3 separate regions of the Mus musculus genome follow, and regions 2 and 3 are each linked to region 1. The links are chromatin contacts, called in public Hi-C and HiChIP or PLAC-seq maps. All regions are on one chromosome and are shown on one strand. The core of a region is the stretch at or near the end of the contact, and the rest is flanking DNA. Distances in the headings are between cores, read along the strand shown.

Region 1 (4,771 bases), core at 1,166-3,665:
CCCAGCACCTATGGAAAGTTAGATAGTCCCATTTCTGGAGAGGCCTAGCCAAATTAATGAGCCTCAGGTCCTAGTGAGAGACCCTGTCTCAAAATTCAGGGTAGGAGGGGCTGGAGAGATGGCTCAGCAGTTAAGAATAATAGCTGCTCTTCCAGAGGACTGGCTCAATTCCCAGCATCTGCATGGTTGCTCACAGCCATCTATGACCCCAGTTCCAGGGCATCGGATACCTTTTTCTGGTTCCTGTGTATCCAGGCGTGCACGTAATGCACTTAGAGACAGGTAGAGCATTAATACACATTTCAAAAGAATTACGATGGAGAGCTCTTGAGGAACTACATGTGAGGCTTGTCTCTGGCCTCCGCATGCCTGTGCGTGTACAGCATGAACATATACATACATATACATGGATCAAGAAACCGGCTGCAGAGATGGCTATGCAGGGATAAGAGATTATATTGCTCTTGCAGAGGACTAGCTGGGGTTAGTTTCCCAGCATTCTTATCAGATAGCTTGTAACCATCTGTGCTTCTAGCTGCAAGGAGATTCAAAGCCTCCAGCCTCCACAGGTAGCTCAACATGCACATACTCCCCTCCTTTTCCATGCATACAGCTAAATAAAATAAATCTTACAAAACAGAACAGATGTGCTAGAAAGATGGCTCATCAGTTAAGGGCCCTAACTGCTCTTCTAGAAGTCCTGGGTTCAAATCCCATCACCTAATGGCAGCTCGAAACTGTAACTACAAGATCTGACGCTTTGACACTGACATACATGCAGGCAAAACACCAATGCATATAAAGTAAAAACAATAGACAAACCGAGTGTGACATTGCTTGTCTTAAATCATAGTGCTCAGGAGGCAGAGGCCGGCATATGTGAGTGAAGCATTAGGTTCTCGAGATCACGAGACTGATAGAGAATCTTGTTTTAGTTCATAGCAGCAGAACTCCACCATTGATGTGTATTCAGACTTAAAACTCAAGACTGACCTGCTTCATCATCCAAGTGCTGAGATTATAGGCGGTTTTTGTTTGTTTTGTTTTTCAGATTAAAAAAAATTATGTGTGCATGATATATGTGGATGTGGACTCGTGTGTGGTGTTTGGGGTGCAAGTTGTTGGTTCTTTCCTACAACACTGTGGGTTGAGGTAATCAAATTTAGGTCATGAGGCTTGTCACAAGCACCTTTACCTGATGGCCAATCTCCCTGGCTACGTTAAAAAAAAAAAAAAAAAAAAAGAGTTTCTGGCAGAGGTACAAAATTGACTATTCCATAGTTTAATAGTTTAGAGGAGCCGCTGGAATCAGGCTACTCTGGTTTATTTTGAGGGGGTGGGGTCTTATTATGTTGTCCAGGCTCATTTAAAGATCCTCGGCTCAAGTTATCCTCCATTTGAGTTTCCTAAGTAGCTTGGGTCTACAGAAGGTATATCACTGTAGTTGACTGAATGTTGGTATTTGTTTAGGGATGGGGTCTCACTGTGTACCCCTGGCTGTTCTAGAATTGGCTATGTAGGACAGGCTGACCTTGAAATCACAGAGACCTGTCTGACTGCCTCCCAAGTAAGTTGTTTGAATCCATAGTATTCCCTGGATTTGAATTCTAATTTGATACTATAAGACTTGTGTTGCTTTGATGTCATCATCCACTATTGGAGGTGAGACTGTCAAACGTAAAACATTGTTATCAGGATTAGCTCGATTGATAGTATGAAAATACTTTAAAAAGAACGTTGAGGCAGGAGGATTCCTACAAGGCCAGTATGGCCTATATAGCAAGTTCTGGATCTCCTGGGCTATATAGTGAAACCTTGTCTCAAACAATCAATCTAGATTTGGTGGTGCATGCCTGTAATCCCAGAACCTTGGAGGCTAAGGTAGGAAGATCATGAATTCCAGGCTAGAATGAACTACATAGTAAGACCTTATCTCTAAAAAAAAAAAAAAAATAGAGAAAGAATAGAAGTAGGATTGGAGGGCGTATCTTGTGGACATGGTAAGCCTGGAGTAAGGTGAATAATAATGAAATATAGCACACAGAGATGATATGCTTAGAGCAGAAGTCAGAGAACAGAAGTTCTTATTTGTGACTAAAGCTTCATTGCACCATAGCTCTTCCTGTGTGAACACTTGTCATCTTTGGCTGCTTTTATGCTTGATTGCTCAGAATTGTCTAGTTAAAAGACTGTGTGACCATCAGACTAAAACCACTTACTGTCTAGTCATTCACAGAAAACAGTAAAACAGTCACCAACTCCTGATGTAAAAAGATGGCATTTGAAGAGTGTATGCAATTGTTTTAGTTGGAGTTTTAGGCCAATTAAAAGTTTTAAAGGAGTCCAAACCTTTCATCTTTGCTCCTCTTGAGGCTAAGGAAAGAGGATCTCAATCAAGATCAAGGCCAGTGTGGGCAACTTGGTGAGCTCCAGTCCAAAGTTAGGGAAATAAAACATAAAAGGAGGACTTACTGCTCGGAGGCCAGAGGCTCGCCTGGCAAGCACAGAAACAGCTCAATACTCAGTTTTTAAGTAATCTACTAACTCTGTTGGCCTGGTGGTACTTTCTATATCTCATTACTTGGGACTTAAAGGCAAGCAGACAGTTTGTGTTCATTCTGTGTTGTATGAGATCCTGTTTCAAAAAGTGGTCTGGGTTGGAAACCAGAGATAGATAGCTTAGTGTAAGGAAACTTGGCAGAAAGCCTGATAATACACGGTTGATTACTGGAACCTACATAGGGCATGCACAGAGACAGAGACAGAGAGAGAGACCGACAGACAGACAGACAGACAGACAGACAGACAGACAGACAGACAGACACACAATCAGCCAGGGTCGGGAATATAATATGGCTTGGTTGGTAGAGTGCTTGTCTAAAATGCATGGAGTCATGGGTTCAATACCTAACACCGACTGGTATGTTGATACCTGCCTGTAGTGCCATCACTCAGGTGCTGTTGATCAAAGGGTCAGAAGTTCAAGGTCTTCCCTGGCCACATAGAAAGTTTCAAACCAGCCTAAGCCTGAAGGTGCTGCCTCAAATTAAACAAAACAACAAGCAAACAAAATAATAGAAGGTTTTTCCATCTCAGCCTGACTTTTCTTGTTACTTACTAGTTTTCAGTGTGTAGTTGGATCTTCTTATTCTGTTGTTACTGTTTCCCATAGCCCAGCAATTTGCATCTTCTGTTTGTTGACAGGTGTGGTACTAGCTCCGTGGACCCTGTTTCCATGAATAGACTGAGCTTTTTGAGGAACAGATGCAGGTAAGATCTTAGGCAGTGGAGATCAAGAGATGGGATTTTTACCTTCTCTACTGGCTCTCACCTTCTTTTACCTCACGGTCACTTACCGTCTCACAATGTGTTTCTGAACTTACTGAATAGATCAATCCATCCATCAATTGATTGACTGATTGGTTTTTCTGTGACAGGGTTTCTCTGTGTAGCCCTGGCTGTCCTGAAACTTAATCTGTAGACCAGGCTGGTCTTGAACTCAGAGATCTTGAGTGCTGGGATCAAAGGCATGCACCACCCTGCCTGTATTGTTTCTGAACTTTAAAAGCTTCTCTTGTTCAAGGAAGTTGCTTACTATGTTACCTATTTTTCTTGTGTGTTTTATTTCAACAAGGGCTGGTGCAGCATCCACACACGTACCAGTAATAAATGGATAAATAAATAAATAAATAAATAAATAAATGCTTTTAAAACACAGGTTTCCTTTGTAGAATTTCACCCCGGATTCCTATACCTTTTCTAGGAATGGGCTTGGCTCTGTGAAGGAAGGAGAACCTCACTTTGTGGTAGTCCACTGCACAGGCTACATCAAGGCCTGGCCACCAGCAGGTAGGGAAAATATACAGTAATTTCTCTCTGGTATATTTGGTTACATAAACAATTGGCAATATGTTACTAACAGTTAGCAATACTATGTACCCCTTTATGAAATGTGCTTAAGAATAATTCAAAAGATAGATAGACAAATAAAACAGACTCCCTCTCATCTGTTACCAATGTTATAGTCTATTTGAGCATATGGATTACTAAAACATAAAAATGACTCAATATTAGCTTTATTACAAAATGCTGTAGGTTTGTTTTCGAAGCAGGTTTCTCTGTAGCCCTGGCTGCTTTGGAGCTGACTTTGTAGACCAAGCCTCATTTCCACTGCCTCTGTCTCCCCAGAGCTGGATTAACTAAAGCCTACACCACAACTGCTCAACCTTTTTTTTTTTTTTTTTTTTTTTAAATGTTTTATTGGGAGCTGGAAAGAGGGCTCAGCAGCAGTTAAGAACACTTACTGCTCTTGCAGAAAATCTGGGTTCAGTTCTCAGAACCCACATGTTGGCTTAAAACTGCCTATAACTCCAGTTTCTTGTGATCTGTCACTCTCTTCTGGCCTCTGCAGGTTCCTGTACTTATATTGTGTCCATAAATTCACACAGGCAAATACACAAAAACAAATGTATTACTGATGCTTATCCCTATATTTATAGTAGATAATATCATATGTAAAGTAGATACTTTTCATCTCTGGCCTGGAACTCCTATTTTCAGCAATTTTCTCTTCAATACCTTCTCTGGGAATTGCAAGCATGAGCTGCTGTAGTTGGTGTAGAATTCAGTTATTAGTGCTAAGAATATAGCTCAGTAATAGAGTACTTGCCAGGTTTATGTCAGGACCAAAACAACAGAACAAAACAAGCCAGTGTGTGGTTTAAAATAATTCTCAAGTATAATAGTAGTATACACTGAATACTGTGTCTTT
Region 2 (4,613 bases), core at 1,877-4,376, 300 kb after region 1:
TTGTGTGTGACATTCTTGAAATTTCTTTGTTTCTGATGACCTTAACAACTGTACATATTTACCTCAAGAATTCTGAGGAATACTGGAAAGGTCAATTGATGTTTGTCTAGTGATTTCTGTTATGATTAGACAGAGGTCACAAGTATTTTGGGGGAAGAGCACAGAGCTGCCGTTCTAACTCATTCACCAACTCCTCATGGCTGATGCAATACTTGCTCTAAGTCCAGAACCTGGCTCCTTTTCTTACTACTTTATTGTATATGTACGTGTGTGAATATGCACCATGACATGCAACTCCTAAGACAGGACAACTGTTGGGAGGTGGTTCTTTCTCACCCACCCTGTGGGTCCTGGGGATCAAAGCCAGGCAATCAGGTTGGCAGGAGTCTGCCTTTACCTGCAGAGCCATCTCAGTGGTCTGCTGTCGTCTCTTCATCTCTTGATTATCTTAAAGCTAGATGCTTTGTAAAACACTGAATGTGCAGAGGTCAGAGAACAAACTGTCAAAGTTGGTTCTTCCCCTCCATTGCTAAGGTCCGAGAGATCAAATCCAGGTCTTTAGGTTTGGTGGCAGGTGCTTACAGAGTAAGCCATCTTACCCCTCCCCTTCCTTTTGTTTTGAGAGTCTTGAACACATTGTAGGTAGTACTTTATTTAAAAGACACTAAGTAAAATACTGGGCACAGTGGCACATGTCTGTAATCCTAGCACTTAGGAGATAAGAACATTGGCTGCTCTTACAGAGAACTTGCATTCAGTTTCCCAGACCCCACATGGTAAGTCACAACTGCTTGTAACTCCAGCTCCAGGAGATCTAACTCTGTCTCTGAGGGCACAAGGCACACATGTTATGATCATGTACATATACATACATGTAGACAACATTCGCATACAAAGGCATGTGACTAGAGACATGACCCAGCGGTTAAAGAGCAGATTGCTCTTCCAGAGGACACAGGTTCAATTCTTAGCACCCACATGGGTGGCTTTTACCCATCTACAGATTCCAGTAGACCTGACACAATCTTCTAGACTCCAAGGACACTAAATATGGTGCATAGATGTGCACACAGAGGCACAAAGTAAATTTTAAAAAGTAAAAATAAATAAAATCTCAAAAAATTCTTACAAAAGGGACAGGAGGTAGGACAGGTGGGCATGGGGCTACATGCACTAGAGATATGGCTCAGTGTAAGAGGACTGGCTGGTCTTCCAGAAGTTCTGAGTTCAATTCCCAGCACCCACATGGCCGCTCACAAATGTCTATAACTGTAGTCCCATCGGATCCAATGTCCTTCCTTCTCTGGTGTTCAGAAGGACACGAAGACAAACACCCACATACATAAATAAATCTTAAGAGAGGAGGTGGGGTGGGGAGAACACTAGCTTGGCATGGTGGCATGCACATTTAACCCTAGTACCCAGGAGGCAGAGGCAGGCCTCCAAATTCAAGGTCAGTTTGAGGGTGAAATCTAAAACAGCTATGGCTACACAGAGAAACCCTCACCCTTATCTCCCCCACCTTTCTCTCGTTTGTGCACGCACGCACGTATACACACATACACACACACACACACACACACACACACACACACACACACACACACACAAAACACCAAAAGAACCTAGACAGATGGAACTCAGAAGTAGGGGAGATGTCTCACTGGGCTCAATGTTTGCATTTAAGCCTCAGGACCTGGGTTCAGACACTTAATACCCATTTAGAGATTTGTGTGGTGGCACTGACACAGCGTCGTGGATGGAAGGATCAGGACAGGACAGGAAGACCCCCCCAAGGACTTGCTGGTGAGCAAGTCTAGCTGAAACAGTCATATCCATGTGCAGTGAAAGATCGAACCTGTTTCAAATAAAGAGGCCCGAGAGGACCCAGGTTCACTCAGAACCCACAGTATGCACGTGGTGCAGACATGCATGTAGACAAAACACCCATACACATAAAATTAAAATAAATAAATCTTTGGGGGGAAAAAAGAGAAGACACCTGAAGTCAACAATCTCCGGCGTCCCCTGTGCACACCCAGGCACTGCACATGCACACGCCTTCTTATATAACACACGCAACGACCACTATCAACATCTATCTGGATGTACTAGAAACTGCCGGCACCAGCAGAAAGACCATGAGGAAAGCTGGTTGATGTCAGTAGTGTTCTTTTCTCTGAGGTTTGGCTTTTGGGGAGCAGTGTAAAAACTTGAGTATCCAAAACAGAAGACAGAAAATGTAAAGTACACTAATGAGCAGGGCTTTTAGCAGTCTTTTTAGTATAAGGAGTCAAAGTTAGAAACTCAAATGGCTGAGATTTTGACAAGAGGAAGGCAGAACTGACTTAGCCACTTTTTGTTTGTTGTTACAGTTTTCTCCTTCATGATATTTTCTGAGAGTCCAGGAAGCGCAGCAGATAAAGGTACTTGTTGCCAACTGCTTCTTGAAATCCAAGGGTACAAGAGAACTGACTCCCAAAGGTCATGCTCTGATGTACACATGTGCCATAGGATATGTTCCTACCCACTCTCTCTCATACATGCCATCCAATAAGAATAAAATTTAAAAGTGTGTCTTAATCAGGGTTTCTATTCCTGCACAAACATCATGACCAAGAAGCAGTTGGGAAGGAAAGGGTTTATTTGGCTTACACTTCCACACTGCTGTTCATCACTGAAGGATGTCAGGACTGGAACTCAAGCAGGTCAGGAAGCAGGAGCTGATGCAGAGGCCATGGAGGGATGCTCTTTACTGGCTTGCTTCCCCTGGCTTGCTCAGCCTGCTCTCTTATAGAACCCAAGACTAACAGCCCAGAGATGGTCCCACCCACAAGGGGCCTTTCCCCCTTGATCACTGATTGAGAAAATGCCTTACAGCTGGATCTCATGGAGGCATCTCCCCAACTGAAGCTCCTTTCTCTGTGATAACTCCAGCCTGTGTCAAGTTGACACCCAAAACCAGCCAGTACAAAGTGTTGTGTGTGTGTGTGTGTTTATATATACACATATAAAAATATATATGTATGTGTAAGCAATGTAAGCATTAAAAATGAAACAGCCAGAATTACTTACGTTAGCGACCACTTTCACTTCCTTGTACTGTGCTTCATAGAAAATTCCAGCGTTCTCTAATGCTTCTGTTAGTGAGGGCCCATTTTTCACCTGTTTATCTAATCCATTCACAAACTCCTCTAGCTTGGAACTTGCTTCTTCAAATTCTTTGGAGAACTTCTTTCCACCTGTTTTATCTGAAATAATGAAGAAAGTATTTATATCATGATTAGAAGGAAGGGGCTGGAGGCATCATGTCAGGCCAGGAAGGTGGCAAAAAGAAGCCCTTGAAATTATTCTAATAATGTGCAATTAGTTTTGGTTTAAGCCCAAGAACAGGCCAAGGAGATGGACGAGGAAGATAAGGCTTTCAGGCAGAAACAAAAGGAGGAGCAGAAGAAACTAGAGCAGCTAAAAGCCAAGGCCGCAGGGAAGGGCCCCCTGGCCACAGGTGGAATTAAGAAATGTGGCAAAAAGTAAGCTATTCCTCACATCTGGGGTGATGGTGACCCTCCTCTTCCATTCCTATTTAAACATCTGGATTCCCTGCCATAACATCTTTGCCACTAATAGCTAGAATGGAGTGTTATCTTGGAGCCTGTTGTACATTGTAATAAATTTTTGTTAAAAAAAAATGAATAAAGTGACTAACGCAATGGCTCATTGTCTCCAGTATTCAGCAAGTCCTACCTCAGCTGTGAATTTAAAGTGAACCCAGTCTGGAATCCCACTGGAGCCTACTGTTCCATCTTCATTGTACTCTGAATTCTGTACCACTTTGAATTAAACCAACTCACTTAAAAGCCAAAACAAAACAAAACAAAAACCTTTGAGTGAAATTTCTTTCCATGCCACAGTTCTTACTATTCTGTGACACTTTTCTTATTGCCTTGGTGTGCAATTATTTTTGTTTTAAGAGAGTGACCATGTAGAGCAACCATGTCTTAAACTCATATGTATGAGGCCCATGATGGCCTCAAATTCAAGATCCTCTGCCGCAGCTTCCCAAATGCCGAGAACACTAGCCTGTGCCAGCACATGTTTTCCAGCGTGTAATCTTTCTTGCCTAAACTTTTATTGAGATAGAGTTTCAAGAAGTTGCTCAGGTTGTCCTTTAACTCCTCCTGAGTGGTTAATATTATAGATTTGTGCCACCAGACTATAAACCAAATCTCCCCACCACAACCCCATCACACTCTGCACAGACCGACAGAAACAGTTCCACGTGAATTCGTGAGAGTGAATGAGGTGTCTGTAATTAAGACAAAGCTTAGCTGAACTTTTTTTTTTAACTTTTTATTTTATTTTATGTGTATGAGCACATGAGAAACTGGAATTACAGCCAGTTGTGGTGAGTCACGCAGCATGGGTGCTGGGAACTGAACCCAGGTCCTTTGGAAGGACAGCAAATATTCTTAAGCACTGGCCCTCTCTGTCCCACATCCTTCATTGTGCAAACATTCTCCATACCCTCCTCAGGAAGATCAGGACAAAGGCCCACCCTTCTCACTGCACTGCAGTGCAGAATAGTCTACAATATGTCTCTTCCATGGAAACCA
Region 3 (4,897 bases), core at 2,094-4,593, 390 kb after region 1:
AAGTAGTGTTGGTAGTATAGTGGTGAGCACAGCTGCTTGACCTAGGTTCGATTCCCAGCCAAAACAACATGCCCACATTTTGCCAAGGTCCTGGACTGAGGAGGCCCTGAAAGGAGCCCTGTCTGGCACTTCTGGGCTTGTCCCGAGATTATGCTAGGGAGCAAAGGAGGTGATAGGCATGAGATGGCTCAGAGGTTAAAAGCACTGACTGCTCTTCCAGAGGTCCTGAGTTCAAATCCCAGCAACCACATGGTGGTTCACACCATCTGAAAGGGCATCTGATGTCCTCTTCTGGTATGCAAGTATAAATGCAGGAGAGTGCTCATATACTAAATAAGCAAGTAAGTAAATAAATAAATCTAGTAATAATTAGATAAGAATGTGACCTGGCTTCAAAGAATAGTTTGAGCCTCTCGTTCAGAGGGGATGAGAAATATTTTATTTCTTATGCTTTGCTTTATAGTCTTGAAAGTAGCTAAGAGGTATACATCTCATTATGTATGGAAAAGTGGGCAAGGAAGTAGGTGCTGTTGAAAATGAGCGTTAAGTGAACCAGAGGAGGACTTAGTTGGCGGAGCACCACCGTCACATAAGAGAACTTTCTCCACTACCTGCAGCAAAACAATCTTCATGCTAAAATAAAGCTTATTATGTCTTTCGGCCTGATGGCCAAGGAAATAAGAGAAAAAGTGACAAGCTAAAAAGAGGAGCCCAGCGGCACACATGCCAGCACTCAGGAAGCACAGTGGGCAAAGCTCTATAAGCTCCAGGCCAACCCGGCTGCACAGCAGCTCCAGACCAGCCAGAGCTGCACAGTGAGACCCCTCTCAACAAACAAACAAACACACCACAGCCAAACCAAACAAAGCAAGAGCTGGAAAGACCTCACTGGCTACAAGGGCACCTCTCTCTCTTCCAGCACCCAGGTCAGTGGCTCACAACTTCCAGAACTCCAGCTCCAAGCAGGCCAATGCTTCTAGCCTCTGGCAACCTGCACTCAAGTGCACATGCCCACATACACACACATCATTAGAGATGAAATAAAAAGGCATGCCAGGCTACGGAAGCCTAAAAGAACTAGAGTGGTACAGTATCATCTGGACGGACTAGTCTCCACCCACAATGTAGTGTCCAGACAGTTCTCCACGGAGCCTCTCCTCTCCAGCCGTGTCACTGTGTTTAAGTGGAGGTGTAGGTTTGTTTCTGTCACATGTGTGACCTGCAGAGGGCAGGCAGGAGAGTGTACTGGATCCCTAACATCAGTTGTTGGTACTGGGAACCAAACTTGGGTCCTCTGCAAGAACTGCAAGCATTCCTGATCACTGAGCCATCTCTCCAGCCCCTAGCTCTATGTGTCTGCTTATGCTATAACTCTTTGGAACCTGAAATGCCTTCTCATCCATGACTTATTTCTTCAAGAGCACAATTAGAATCCATCTTTGCTAGCCAGGCACGTAAACAATATCAAACACACGATCAACCTCAGCATCTGGGAGACGGAGGCAGGAGGATCAGGAATCAAGGTAATCCTTGGCTACACTGCCCATTCTAGGCCAGCCTGAGCTACATGAGATGAACAAAAATCACAGAGGAATTAATCCTCTCTAGTAGCCTTATTCCACAGATACTGGCTCAGCTGAAATGCACCATGCCTCTGCTTCTTGTTTCTCATTCCCCTCCCAGACTTTTTTTTTTTTTTTTTTTTTTTTTTGACATGAGGAGGGGTCATCTGAGACTGAGTCTAGTCACCATCATCTAAATTATTCTCAAATTCTTCCTGTCTCTACCTCCCAGGTGCTGGGATTACAGTGTGCCCAGCAGTTTTTCGGGGTCTTTGGATAGAACTCAGATTTATCATCAAGGGATGATAGCTGCTTGTTGGATAAGCTCCATCGAGCTGAATTTGGAGAACTTCATTTTTAGGATAATAAACTGAAGGGATAAGAAGTGTCCAGAGGGGCTGGAGAGATGACTCAGTAGTTAAGAGCACTGGCTGCTCTTCCAGAGGCCTTGAGTTCAATTCCCAGCTACCACATGGTGACTCACAACCATCTGTACTGAGATCTGGTGCCCTCTTCTGATATGCAGGCATACATGCAGGTAGAACACTGTATGCACAATAAATAAATTTAAAAGAAGAAGAGGAGGAAGAAGAAAGAGGAGGAGGAGGAGGAAAAAAGGAGGAGGTGGAGGTGGTGGTATTCAGAGCCTACACAGAGCTGGCACCAGTGGTAGGCTTTATGAGGTGGTAGGCTGGGTGCAGGATCACCTCACATTTCCCACGGCTGGTCCAGGCAAGACTCGACTCATTTTACCTGTTCAGGGTCCGGTAGGCACCTTCCACGTTCCCCTCCTGAACCATCACTGTCCTGGCAATGAACTTCAGATGTTTAGCCATGGCCTCGTATTTAAATCTTCATTCTTCCGGGACTACAGACTGGACATCGAGCATGGAAACCAGAGACTCAATGTAAGAGAACAAAGCCCAACAGAGTCACAACTTACCATAGGTAGTTTTTATTTAATTTAGCAACAGAACCAGCTTGAGATCCACAGAACTGGGCTGGAGGAATTCTCCATATCTTAGTAAGTACAAGTAAGTCTGGAGAGATGGCTCAGTAGTTAAGAGGATCCAAGTTCGATTCCCAGTACCCACAGGGTGGCTCACAACACATACAGTCCCAGGGAATCCAACACCCTCTTCTGACCTCTGTGATGCACAGACATACATGCAAGTAAAACACTCACACACATAAAATATAAATAACTTTTTTTTTTAATGAAAAAGTACAAGCAAATTGTTAGCAACATTTCTTTCACTACGCAGTGATATGGCTTAGCAGGTAAAGGCGCTTGCCACCAAGCCTGATGACCCGAGTTAGAGCCCTGGATCCTTACGGTGGAAAGAGAGGACAGACTCCTGCAAGCTGTCCTGACTTTCGCCCCTCCCAACCCCCCGGTCACACCAAGAAATAATTAAAAGATAATTGCCGGGCAGTGGTGGCCCACGCCTTTTATCCCAGCACTTGAGAGGCAGAGGCAGGCGGAACTCTTGAGTTCGAGGCCAGCCTCGTCTACAGAGCCAGTTTCAGGGCAGCCAGGGCTACATAAAAACACTCTCGAAAAAGCAAAGCAAAGCAAACCAAAAAATAGGTTTCCGCTGAGAGTTAGAAAGAACTCTTCGTCCGCCTCTAGGCACCACGCGAAATCTTGCCCTCCCGCCATACTCGCTTTGCAGCTCAGTGAACCCCCCCACACCCCTCGAGCTCCCTACCTGGGGCCTCTGAATTCGGACTCCGGGTCTCTGCGGACCGGAAGCGGAAGCTACGGAGTCCCGCGACGGGAGGAAGCTACGCTGCAGGGCTCAGCCGACTGCAGCTCCGCTTACCGTCTGACCTTGCGAAGGTTCGGTGCTGAGCGCAGGCGCTGGACTTTCCGCCTGACAGTCAAAGGAACAGCGTCCTCACCTTCCTATGGAGGAGTCGCGGTCGTCGGGTCTGCGAGAAGGTCAGCCCGATCCGTAGCTCTAATCCTGTTAAACTTTTACTAGATTTGAGCGATTTCGTTTTCTGGATGGGAAATGGGAAGCGTCCTGAGAATATTTTCTATTTAAAAAGGACAGATCTGCTCACCGGGTGAAAAAAATGGCTCCACACCCCCTAATCTGCCTAAAAGTTAAGAAAAGAAATTACATACTGTGAGTTTCCCATTGCATCAGCTACCTAAGCCATTTCATTAAATAAAGTAGAATCAAAAAGAAACAAATGGGAAACGCCTGCAGAATTTTAAATCAAAATATTGTTGTTTTAATGCCAACTTTGCCATTTGTTGCCTTGTAAGATCTAGTAGAATTTTTTTTTCTTCCATACGTCTGGACAACCCTATGTGTATGTTATCCCCACATCTCCATATATGGTTATTTACATGGGTTTAGAAGTATCCATATACAGAAAAACCTACCCACAACACACACAGATGCACCCTCATCTGTTACTTCTTTAAGGGATTTGCTTTTATTTTGTGTGTGTGTACGTGTGCCTGCGTGTATGTATGTGCACCGTGTGCGTGCGTGCGTGCAGGAGCTCAAGAAGGATTGGAGAGGTGTTGGGGCCCTGGAACTGGAGTTAATAGGAGGCTCTGAGCTGCCATGTGGGTACTGGGAACAGAACCTGGGTTCTCTGCAAGAGCAATTAATTTTCTTAACCACCGGGCCATCTGGCCAGGTCATTATCAGTTAATAGGTATTCACACAAAATTTAAGCCTGCCTCGTAGTAAGCCAAATCCAAAGTCCCAAACTGAAGCTAGACACCTTTGTGCTTGTCAGCAAACCTAATTGAATGACTGTCCTCTGCTAAGCACTGCTGATACTATTCCAGTGTCTCTTGTACAACTGACAGTATGTAGACACAATTTTAGGCCCAGTCGCATATAATAAGTGCAAAATTAATTCTATGGACAGTACGTAATCCGTTAGAAAGGAGTTCTAGCTTCAGATTCTAAGCATCAGCAGACGTATGACTTTGAACAAGTTACTCAGACTAGGGGTCTGCACTTTTTGTCTAAATAAAAATATTGGAATACTACCATGTTTATTTGTTGATATTATACGGCTCTCTTGGGCTATAGTGGTAGACTTGGGTAGAAGAAATGGAGATCTGTGACCTACAAATACTTATAATCTAGATCTTGCTAAACATGAACTTTCAATCTGGCTTCTTATTTGTAAAATGATGCTAACATCTACTCTGTTGGTCTCACAAAATTGGTCATAAGAATCGAATGGGCTCACAGTCAGCTATTGGATGGATCACAGAGCCCCCAATGGAGGAGCTAGAGAAAGTACCCAAGGAGCTAAAGGGATCTGCAACCCTATAGGTGGAACAACAATATGAACTA

What was found. Hi-C and Micro-C count contacts between places; a contact is called where the count stands out from the background. HiChIP or PLAC-seq counts read pairs in DNA pulled down with a chosen protein or histone mark.
Region 2: a contact with region 1 is called in a Hi-C map of bone marrow-derived macrophages, with 25 read pairs. The contact joins two enhancer-like sites. A contact is called at or near these places in 2 of 39 promoter capture datasets (embryonic stem cells and neutrophils), 1 of 15 datasets of contacts at CTCF or cohesin (the NIH/3T3 cell line), 24 of 484 Hi-C or Micro-C datasets (B cells, the Ba/F3 cell line, CD8 T cells and 17 more), 3 of 115 datasets of contacts at active chromatin or transcription factors (bone marrow-derived dendritic cells, craniofacial prominence and embryonic stem cells) and 4 of 9 other capture datasets (adipose tissue, embryonic stem cells, liver and 1 more).
Region 3: a contact with region 1 is called in an H3K4me3 HiChIP or PLAC-seq map of bone marrow-derived macrophages, with 5 times the contacts expected there. The contact joins the promoter of C920021L13Rik here to the enhancer-like site in region 1. A contact is called at or near these places in 3 of 39 promoter capture datasets (the 3T3-L1 cell line, fetal liver and maxillary cranial neural crest), 3 of 115 datasets of contacts at active chromatin or transcription factors (bone marrow-derived macrophages, embryonic limb bud and stem cell-derived neural progenitor cells) and 3 of 9 other capture datasets (liver, macrophages and pancreatic islet).

What each region holds. Positions count from the first base shown.
Region 1 is chr3:95,476,991-95,481,761 of GRCm38.p6, forward strand. Arnt (aryl hydrocarbon receptor nuclear translocator) reads left to right here. Exons shown (of 22, transcript NM_001037737.2): 9 at 3,205-3,270; 10 at 3,764-3,849. Among named protein-coding and RNA genes, the nearest start is that of Ctsk, 20 kb to the right of the region's middle. Within about 2 kb of position 2,416, at least 4 of the 459 cell types and tissues checked have an H3K27ac peak or open chromatin away from gene starts, as enhancers often do. A contact at or near this core is called in bone marrow-derived macrophages, where this site is marked.
Region 2 is chr3:95,777,340-95,781,952 of GRCm38.p6, forward strand. Rprd2 (regulation of nuclear pre-mRNA domain containing 2) reads right to left here. Exons shown (of 11, transcript NM_001368178.1): 7 at 3,076-3,251. Among named protein-coding and RNA genes, the nearest start is that of Gm26361, 17 kb to the right of the region's middle. Within about 2 kb of position 3,127, at least 4 of the 459 cell types and tissues checked have an H3K27ac peak or open chromatin away from gene starts, as enhancers often do. A contact at or near this core is called in bone marrow-derived macrophages, where this site is marked.
Region 3 is chr3:95,868,179-95,873,075 of GRCm38.p6, forward strand. C920021L13Rik (RIKEN cDNA C920021L13 gene) reads left to right here and starts at 3,344. Exons shown (of 4, transcript NR_040446.1): 1 at 3,344-3,507. Mrps21 (mitochondrial ribosomal protein S21) reads right to left here and starts at 3,336. Exons shown (of 3, transcript NM_001355759.1): 1 at 3,275-3,336; 2 at 2,316-2,437. The coding sequence starts at 2,398.